Linked DNA regions of Mus musculus: regions 2 and 3 are each linked to region 1. A link is a contact called in public ChIA-PET data. All regions are on one chromosome and are shown on one strand. Each heading gives the region's core, a stretch centred on a gene start, on an enhancer-like site or on the middle of the called end of the contact. The rest is flanking DNA. Distances are from core to core; before and after follow the strand shown. Region 1 holds the start of Rai1 (retinoic acid induced 1). Region 2 holds the start of 2310033P09Rik (RIKEN cDNA 2310033P09 gene). Region 3 holds the start of Zfp867 (zinc finger protein 867).

Evidence for each region. ChIA-PET counts read pairs in DNA pulled down with a chosen protein or histone mark.
Region 2: an RNA polymerase II ChIA-PET map of memory CD8 T cells shows a contact between it and region 1, with 11 read pairs. The contact joins the promoter of 2310033P09Rik here to the promoter of Rai1 in region 1. A contact is called at or near these places in 1 of 39 promoter capture datasets (pre-B cells), 1 of 484 Hi-C or Micro-C datasets (CD4 T cells) and 3 of 115 datasets of contacts at active chromatin or transcription factors (effector CD8 T cells, memory CD8 T cells and pancreatic cancer cells).
Region 3: an RNA polymerase II ChIA-PET map of memory CD8 T cells shows a contact between it and region 1, with 10 read pairs. The contact joins the promoter of Zfp867 here to the promoter of Rai1 in region 1. A contact is called at or near these places in 1 of 39 promoter capture datasets (embryonic stem cells) and 2 of 115 datasets of contacts at active chromatin or transcription factors (extraembryonic endoderm stem cells and memory CD8 T cells).

What each region holds. Positions count from the first base shown.
Region 1 is chr11:60,103,244-60,106,484 of GRCm38.p6, reverse strand. Rai1 (retinoic acid induced 1) reads right to left here and starts at 1,472. Exons shown (of 6, transcript NM_009021.2): 1 at 1,091-1,472.
Region 2 is chr11:59,206,637-59,209,877 of GRCm38.p6, reverse strand. 2310033P09Rik (RIKEN cDNA 2310033P09 gene) reads right to left here and starts at 1,517. Exons shown (of 7, transcript NM_024210.2): 1 at 1,205-1,517; 2 at 1,013-1,058; 3 at 827-909; 4 at 678-750; 5 at 485-570. The coding sequence starts at 1,449.
Region 3 is chr11:59,470,692-59,473,932 of GRCm38.p6, reverse strand. It overlaps Zfp867 (zinc finger protein 867), which reads left to right and starts at 1,459. Exons shown (of 4, transcript NM_178417.3): 1 at 1,459-1,592. The coding sequence starts at 1,566.

The DNA.
Region 1 (3,241 bases), core at 223-2,722:
AGGGGGTGGGAGGGGGCGCGGGGCCCCGCTCGAACCGCGACACAAGCGCTGCGGGAGTGCGTGCGGTGGGGCTGGGACGCGCCGGCCTGGGCTCGCCGTGCAGGCACGCAGCCTCACGTCCCCAGTCCTTCGGAGCGTAAGACGCTCGGGTTTAATCCATTCAGAGTCCTCAGGTCCTGGGTTCCCGGGACGCAGGCACAGCTCCTGGCTGCACTCCCGCCCTGCTGTGTGAATGAGCGACCGGGAGCCCCAAGAGGAGCTAGCTAGCTGGTCGCTGGGAAAAACGGGCGCCCCGGGAAACTGGGGCCGCCGCGACCTGGAGCCTGCCTTGTGTTTCGCTTCCCCTCTGCTCCTCCTTGAAGGCCTCCAGTTGTGACCAGAGCTCCAAATGTCACCTCCCAGCCCTGCCAAGCCCTCGCCCCTGCCGCGCTCGGCCCAGTATCCCCCCCCCACAGGTCTTCTTGCCTCCAAAAGGCGTGGGACTCGGCCTCGAAAGGGCCCACGGGCCTGGCCGCCGCGCCGCTTTCGGAAGGGCACCAAGCTCGCGTGTCCCGGGCTCCAGCCGGTGGCGTCACCCCAAAAGGCCCGTGCGCCCAGGGCCTGGCCACGAAGGGACTCCTGGGTCGCGGGGACCGTTTCCTGGTCAGTGCGGGGCCTGCGCACAGGCCCAGGCGGGGACACGCGGCGACCGCCGCGTCCTGTGTCACCACGAGCGGCCCTCGCAGTCCGGACACCCGGGAGCAGGCTACACCCCGAGCCTCCGGCTCCCCGTCCCCACCCAGAACGCACTCACAAAGCTCCCTCGGGCCCTCGCTGCACCGCCCCACGTCCCCGCCCCACACTCGGTGACACTGGGCCTCAGGTCCCAGCACCGGCGCCCGGCGGGCCACCGACTCTCCAGAATCCCCTCATGCAGCTCCTACACGGCCACCAGCGGCCTCACGCCGGCGCCACACAAAGCCAGGCCGCGCGACCCCGCGTCCGCGCCCCACGCGCGCTCGGCCCCCGCCCGGACCCCTGCCCGCTGGGTCCCCACGCCTCGCGCCGCCCCCGCCCAGGTCCTTGTCCCCGCGCCGGGCTCCCCGCTCACCTCGGAGCCCGCGGTCACTCCGGGGCCCGGCGTCCGGCGCTGCGACTTCGCGGCCCGGAGGCCCGCGCGCCCATGGGTGTCCGGCACGACGGCCGCCCGGGCGGGAAAGAGGGTGGGCCGCGGGGCCCCTTCCTCGGACCTCGACAAGGCAGCCAGCTACCCTGGCCACCGCCGCCACCACCGCCACCACCGCCTGGCTCTGCAAGCGGCCTGTCCGAGCCCAGGCGCGAGCGGGGGTGGCACCGGGGCGCCGGGAGCCGGCGGCGCGCGTAGCGGGCCCTGACCGCGCACCCTGCCGGGCCTGCCTGATGCCCGCGGGAGCCCGAGAGAAATGCGATCCCCTCCACACAGGAAGAGCGGCGGGCGGGCGGGCGACGTGCGGGGGGAGCAGGAGAGCGAGAGCGCGAGGAAAAAAGTTCCCGGGCGGCCAGGCAGCTCTCGCTCGTGGCCTCGGGTGCCAGGTGGGCCGTTCGCGCCCCGACAGCGCCCCCTGGCGCCCGCGCGCCCCACTGCACGCCCCATGTCTGTCTGGGGGCAGGGGCTTGGCAGAGGGCCTGAAGGTGCAGCCCGGCGAGAAAGGCCTGGGGACAGCCACAGGACATGGTCTGCTCATCACTCGCTGAGGATTTTGGACTTAGACTTGGGCCAGGCCTCTCCCCGTCCCCCGCTCATTCCACCACCATGTGGCCCTCACCTGTGACTGTTTCTTTGGTTGGAGAATCCGTTTCAAATTTCCTCAAGTTAGATGTAAAAAATGTAGTCACGGCACATGTGGCACCTTGTTGGGTACCGAAGCAGTGCGGTTCCTGCCTGTCAAGGAGCTGGCATTGTGTAGGGGAGACTCAGACAGCCAACAATGATCAGGTCCATAACGAAGATAATTTTAGAGCGAAATAAGTGCTAGGAAGAAAATCAGCAGGTGCAGTGATGGATTTAGCTGCGAGTGAGAGAAGGCCTGTCTGAACAAATCGCTGAAGAGCAGGAAGGAGCCTGCACCAGCAGCGCATGGAAGAGCATTCTTTGAGAGGAAAAGACAAGTGTGGGTGCCCCGAGGCAGGAGTGCTCTTGATGAATAAGCACAAGTGTAAGGAGGCCATACATACCCAATGGGATAAGAAGTGGGCATGTTAGCCAGGCAGTGGTGGCACACGCCTTTAATCCCAGCACTTGGGAGGCAGAGGCAGGCGGATGTCTGAGTTCCAGGCCAGCCTGGTCTACAGAGTGAGTTCCAGGACAGCCAGGGCTACACTGAGAAACCCTGTCTCGGAAAACCAAAAAAAAAAAAAAAAAGCATGCTGAATTTTAATCCAAGGTCAGGGCCTGTAGGACTACAAAGAGCCTAAAGGCAGCCTCCTTAGTGCTGTGGGAAGTAAGCCACCAACAGATTTTAAGTAAAAGAATTTTGAATGGATTTGTAAATGAACCGATTAACTTATAGACAGCCCCATGAGCCGTGGCTACCCCAAGGCTTCTGCTCCCCTCCTCAGGGTGGCATGAGTTACCTGCTTCGTCGAAGTCTGAGCCATTCATCAGGTCAAAGCACCCAAGTCCCCAGGTGACTTGACACAAGTGAGTCAGTCACCCTTTCAGTCCTGTTTCTTCATCAGGAGTGTGAGCGTTGTGCTAAGTTCAGCACCTTTGTCTTCTTGTAACAGACACTTCACCCCTTCTGCCTCATCCTATACATCCTGACTGCTTCTCTCCTAGCCCACCACATCTATGAAGGTCCTTCACTTATACTGACAAAGCCGAGACCCACCCTAGGTCCTCCTTACTGCCTGGCGGGAAACACAAATTATAAGCGGAGAGGAGGGCAAGTGGGCACTGTGTTGTTTCAGGCCTGCTTTCAACTGTGACTCCAGACCTGGTTTCTGAGCATGGCATCTTTATTCCCATAAGCCAAGCACAGTGAATGGTCTTTCCAGACACACTAGGCATATCACACACACTCTCTCTCCTCCTCCTCCTCTTCCTCTTCCTCCTCCTCTTCCTCTTCTCCTCTTCCTCTTCTTCCTCCTCCCCCTCCTCCTCTTCCTCCTCCTCCTCTTCCTTCTTCTTCTTCTTCTTCTTCTTCTTCTTCTTCTTCTTCTCTCTCTCTCTCTCTCTCTCTCACTCTCACTTTCTCTCTCCCCCCCCACCTCCTTTCCTGGT
Region 2 (3,241 bases), core at 268-2,767, 900 kb after region 1:
GGATCCATTGTGCACTGATAATATCTACATGTCGGGAGTTCATATTTATAAATGAGCTTATTAGGCTCCATGGCCACAAAGATGAGTGCTGGAATGCTGCCAACCTGGTGAGCCTCCTCTCTCCTTGGAGACAAGTTCTCATTATGCAGCCTTGTCTAGCTTGGAACTCACTATTTTACCTAGGTACAAAGTTGAGATGACACAAAAGTAGAAGTAACCAGACACACGTACCAGCTTGTGAGAACTCTGAGAGATCAGCCTGCTGTCTACCAAATGCTGGGATTAAAGAAAGTTGTGTGCCGCCCACCCCACAAGCACCTCCCACCAAACTGGCCAGTATCATGGTCCTGAGCGTCACCCTGCTGGGTCACCTATGGCAGCTACTGAGACTCCAGCCCAGAGATGGAGGTCCGCCTACTTCAGTCAAACTAAGAGAGCTAAGGCAGTCTGCCCCTTTATGCACAGGGAGGCAGACTCAACTTACTCCGGTTCGACCTTGTCCTCAGCGCGAGGCTTCTTCCTGGGAGCAGTTGGGGCAGTGCTTGGGCCTTCGCTGTCCACACGGTGGTGCTGTATGACATGAGTAGCCGTGGTGAGGAACACCCAGGGAATCCTGCCCCACATCTCAGACACCTCTAAACCCCAGGATCCTGTGCATTGGGCTTGACAGGGTTTACCGTGAACACTGACAGCCCAAGTTTGGCAGCCTCTTTGTCTTCTCGGGATAGCGCCACACGGCCCGCGGAGCCACTGCAGGGGACAGAGCATTTGAGGACAGTTCTCAATCACCGCCCAGGCCTACCCTGGACTCCCCAACTAGCCTAACCTGGCGCTGCCCAAGCCCAGGAGCCGGTCCACGCCCTTCTCCTCGGGGTCTCCTCCTTCCCGTTTGCAGATCTCCACGAAGTCCTGCGAAAGCAGGGTAAGATAGGAGGTTCTAGGCCGAGACAGACGGACCCCCCCACCCCCCCCCAACCACCCCGCGGACCTCGAACCCATATCTCAGACTCACCTCCTTGCTCAGGCCGGTGGGCTGTTTCCTCACGTTCTTGTAACCACTGCGAGCAAAGGTCAGGAATGCTCATCAAGGGTCTGGCCCCTCGGTCCCCTTCTTTCCTGTGCCCCGCCCACATCCAGCCCCGCCCCAGGGCCACCCAGATCCCGCCCTCGGGGCTTGCGGTCGCCCCGCAGACCAGGCACTTACAGTGCGGCCAGCAGCGCCTCACGCTCCGCCTCGCGCACGGCTGCCAGCTCTTCCTCACGGCTCGGGCCGGTACACGGCGCGCGGTCCTTCGCGTACCAGGTGAGGTCGCGGCCCTTCTGCCAGCGGCCTACTGGCGCCATCAGCGAGTTGCCCAAGTAGTTCTCCCTCTGCTTGTCAGTCTTCACGTCCTCCCAATTGAACTGGTCTTGTCCGCCACGCACGCCACCGCGATTGGAGCCGAACATGGCGCTGGAGCCACTGCACAGCCTTCAGTACCCGCGGTCTCTAGTCGGACTTCCCGCAGCACTCCGGACGCACGCCGTGACGTCACTCTCGCGCCCCCGCGCGCGCCTGCGCTCTCGCTAACGTGCCCGTGCGCCTGCGCACTGCGTATCCGAGGGCCTTATCAATCAAGATCCTCTTTCTAAAGGGCGTTCAGGGCTTCTCTGGCGCATCCTTCATCCTAGTGCCACGTGCGCCTGCGCAATAGCTCCTCAAAAAGGCGGCTGTGCTATCCCACCTGATAACTCTCGTGTGAAGGAATCTCGGTGGAAGGGGACACTACAAAACCTTAGTGACACCAGGAGGGGCCGGCCCCTTGCTTTCTGGAAAGCCAAGAATGCTAACTCCAAAGGTCCCGGGTCACTGTTGAAACTAAGTTAAATAATGGCAAACCTTCACGGAACAGAGGGACAGATAAAGTCACCAAAGAAACATGGATTCACTCTTCCATGCTCTGGGTGACAGAATATGCGTATGTGACATGAAAGCCAAAGCATCCCTAAACCAGAGCGATCTGTGTTCTCTGCAGGTGAAGCTTTACTGGGCAATTTACTGAGGCTGCGCCTCAAAATGAACAGAAACTGAGCTACATCTTAATGACAGATCACTTGCTTAACATGATGGTCTTGGGTTTCATCCCTAGTCTGAAAAAATACCCATCCTGGAACTCTCTAGCATCCCAAATAGACCAAGACAGCCTCATTTTTATGTCTTCATCCTGAACACGTTGAGTACCTGCCACAGCTTGTGAGGCTCTTGGTATGAGCCCTGAGGTCATGGCCTGGCTTTAGAGGACACAGTTGGGACAGATTCCTCAGAACAAGATCATACTCGGGATGAATGGATGGTCCCAAGGGGAGCTGCACAATAAAGTGGAAACGTATCCTTTATTTGCCTGATGTAATTGTCATTTCTGAAGCTTACCGCCTCTGTCTGCTAACCCAGGCCTTGTCCTGGAAGCTTCTAGCCTCCATACAATCTTATCTTGGCCTAGAATGTTTTCAACCTCTGAGACCTATTGCTGAATAAGCTCACCCTTTAATGCTCTTCTGAACTCTATCTAGCTGGGTGGTCAACTCAGCTATTCTGGCTCAGACTCCTCCACACTGAATGATTCAAATTGGCTTCTTCCAGCTTCCCCCGAATTGCTCTGCTTGGCCTCATACGACCTTTGGTATTATGTTCTAATCTCTGGCTCATTTTCTGGCTCGTTCTGTCTTCACCTGGCTAGTTTGTTCTTTCTCTGCAACCTGTCTCTGTACAATGGTCCCAGTAAACTGCCCTCTCCTATTCTTTCCCCTAAGTCACTTCTTTCCTCTCTGTTCTCATGAGAGATAGGCATATCCTATTCTGTCAAATCTCCCTGAGTCACTGGAAATCACTTTCAAACATGGGTGCTTCTTTCTAACTAAGTTTACCTTCATTGGGATTAAAGGTGTGTACTAAGGCTGAGGCACACAATTAGAAATGTTTTTTTCCAGTAAACAACAAAATCTGCAACAATAAGGGAGCATCGGTCAGTCATGTGGGCCACAGCAAAAGAAGAGCATACTAGCCGTCTCCTAGGAAAGGTCTCCAGAAAGCCAGGGAGCAGCTTCTGGGCCTTCACCTTTAACCAGGCCAGGTATGCTTAGGACACGGAAGGTCGAGCTGCATGGTCAGATCACAGAATGCATACTAGGTGACGCTAAGGAGGAGGTGGACTATGGGTCTGGGAGGTCACGGGACAAATGTCTAGAACGGTTCTAAGGCCTG
Region 3 (3,241 bases), core at 210-2,709, 630 kb after region 1:
AACCATAGATAACACAGAGCCCGATTAAAATAAATTGGCATTGGAGTGCTTCACCCTTTAAAAAAAAATTATAGATGTGGCCCTTCATTAACTTCTATTCGAAGCTGGGCAGTGGGGGCGCATGCCTTTAGTCCCAGCACTTGGGAGGCAGAGGCAGGCGGATTTCTGAGTTCAAGGCCAGCCTGGTCTACAGAGTGAGTTCCAGGACAGCCAACATTACACAGAGAAACCCTGTCTCGAAAAACCAAAAAAAAAAAAAAAAAAAAAAAAAAACCAAACAAACAAAACTTCTATTCAACATTGCTATCTTAGAGGAGTGCCTTCCCTTTTAAAGCTCAGGCTAGCTCCTTGTTTTGGCCAGAGCTCTCTAGATGAACAGAGCTGATAGTATATATATAATTTATTAGAGTGCTTTACAGGCTGTGGTTCAGCTAGTTCGATACTAGCTGTCCCCCAACAGAGAGCTGTGGGCAACCCATGGGGACGGATGTCTCTGTTGGTCCTCAGTAGACACTGGAACCCTAAAGAAGTAGATTCTAATAGCAGCAAAGGCATGCTTTGGTGGCAGGGGAGACAGACTTGCCAATGGGAGGGGAGACAAGCAGGTAAGGAGCAGGAGCTTCCTTCTTCCACATTGCATCATATAGCCTGTCATGAAGGTGTGCTTCAGGGTTAGAGTAGGTCCTCTAACCTCAGATGATCCAGTCAAGAAAAATCGCTCACAAGCATTCCCAGCCTCTCGGGTTTTAGTTGATTCTAGACGTAGCCAAGGTGACAACCAACAATAGCCATTACAGTCCTCAAGCTAGGAAGATTATGACATCTAAATTTTTAAAAATGAGGGCTCTGGCTCAGTTGGCAGAGTCCTTGTTTAGAATACAAGAAGTCCTTAGCAGGATCCCCAGTGATGCATAATAGCACACATGTCCTTCTAGCACTCCAAAGATGGAGGCAAGCAGATCCGGGGGTTCAAGGCTGGCCTGAACTGTATTTGAGGCAAGCTACACGAGACCCTCCCTGTCTCAATGTATTCACAATAAAAATTTCAAATAATTGTCATGTTAGGAATTTCCAGTTGTAAATAGCATATGTGTGTGTGTGTATGTATATGTGTATATCTATCTATCTATCTATCTATCTATCTATCTATCTATCTATCTATCTCTATCTCTATCTCTCTCTCTATCTATCTATCTATATGTTATTGTTCCATGGATATGTTTCTGTAGGTAAAGTACAAGTGTGTCCTGTCCTGGCAGGGCCATTGCTAGAGTGCAAACAAATCTTGTCCCGTAAGTATCTCTCTGTCAAAGGTTAGATTACATCCCTAATCACTCAAGGATTGGGGGCGTGTCCAAACCCTTCGTCTATCAGAGTGGAATTGTCCAATCAGGCCGCAGCTCGAGCGGAGGGGCGGGGCAGGATGCTTTACTCTCGCGGTGTTTGGTTCTTTTCACTGTTTAGTTCTTGTTCAGGTTCCGTTTCTTCAGGTTCTATGTCTGGCTCACAGTTGTGTATGGTGGCTCCGCTGTAGCTAGCGTCCTTATGAGGTGCAGACGACGACGATGCGGGACAGCAGAAATTCGGAAATGGTGAGCGTTCCGGCCGACGCTGGCTACAGCCAACCAGTACCAGCCGCAGGGAAGGCCTCCGTAGCTGGTGTCTGCGGCCCGATCCCGGTGCTGTCCGGTGTCCTGGGTGTCCTGGGTCCCCTCGCTTCCCATCTGCCCTCGCGGCGGCCTGACCGACTCACCTCAGGACTTGGGGCGTCATGGCCGACCCACCTTAGGACTTGGGACGCTGGCTTCTTGGTTGTGGGTTCCCGCCCTTCAGCCATGGCTGGGCTTTCCCGAGTCTTGGAAAGTGGGGTCTCAATCTATTTACTCTTCGCCTGCCTGTCCCACGCCCCCGTGTTCACAGTGAAGTCCCAAAATTCCAGTCTTTAGGGCCGTCCCCCCGCTAGTCTCAGGACATCGATGGTTGGTTAGTAGGAAAAAGCCGAGAGAGATTTCGTCAGTGCGGGCACCGTAGAAGCGGGACAGATGAAGGGTCTAGGACACTCCTACCCCAATTGATCTTTGGACAGGAGCTTTAGGCTTAAATAGAGGAAGGCCAGACCAAAAAAAAAAAAAGCTTAAACACAGCAGCCTAATGTAAGGTGGGCCCCGCCCATCTTTGTCTCCGCTCATTTGAGACCTGAAGGGGACTAGGTGTTTCTCTGGAGATAGCTCCTGCTTCTGTGAAGGGCTGTCCTTCCATGAATCCTGGGTGACTGCAGGTTAAGGACCATAACTTATCTCTGTGCCCTCAGCGGCAGAGTGAAGGCCGGGATGCCAGGCGGTCATCCCGCCTTTATTTGTGGCTGTATGTGGATACACACACGTGTGTGGGTGTCTGAGGAAGTCAGAAGACGGTGTCAGATTCCCTGGAGCTAAAGGTATGGGCGGTTATGAGCTGCCCCAAAGTGGTTGCTGGAAACTGAACTCCATCCAGCTTTCTTCAAGAGCAACAAATGCTCTTAACCACTGAGCCATCTCTGCAGTGCCCCCCGCCCCCAACAGTTTCAGTACCAGTATTTTCAAATGCCAACTTCTACTGTAAAAGGTTTTAAAAGTGACAACCATTACTGTTTATTTTCGTTGCTAAATAAATAGAAATTGACACAATATCTTTTTCATTTCCTATTAGTAATGGTCCCAGGTTCAGAACTGCCAGATGCTGACAAATTTCTTATAGCTGCCATATGTCCTAGCCTAAAGTTGACCTTTCATCATCCACTTAGACAGCAGCCTGAGATCTGGGGTGAAACCTCTTCGAGGAGCAGCTAGAGGACCTGGAGCTGGAGCAATCGAATAGTCCTCATCTCAATAGTTCATTTTTTTCCTTGTTTTTTAAATACTTATGTATATGAGTACCCTATTGTTGTCTTCAGTACACCAGAGGAGGGCATCGGATCCCATTACAGATGCTTGTGAGCTACCATGTGGTTGCTGGGAATTGAACTCAGGACCTCTGGAAGAGCAGTTAGAGCTCTTAACTGCTGAGCCATCTCTCCAGCCCCCTCCTTTTTTTTTAAGATTTATTATTATACATAAGTACACTGTAGCTGTCTTCAGATGCACCAGGAGAGGGCATCAGCTCTCATTACGGGTAGTTGTGAGCCACCATGTGGTTGCTGGGATTTGAACTCAGGACCTTTGGAGGAGCAGTCAGTGCTCTTACCCACTGAGCCATGTCGCCA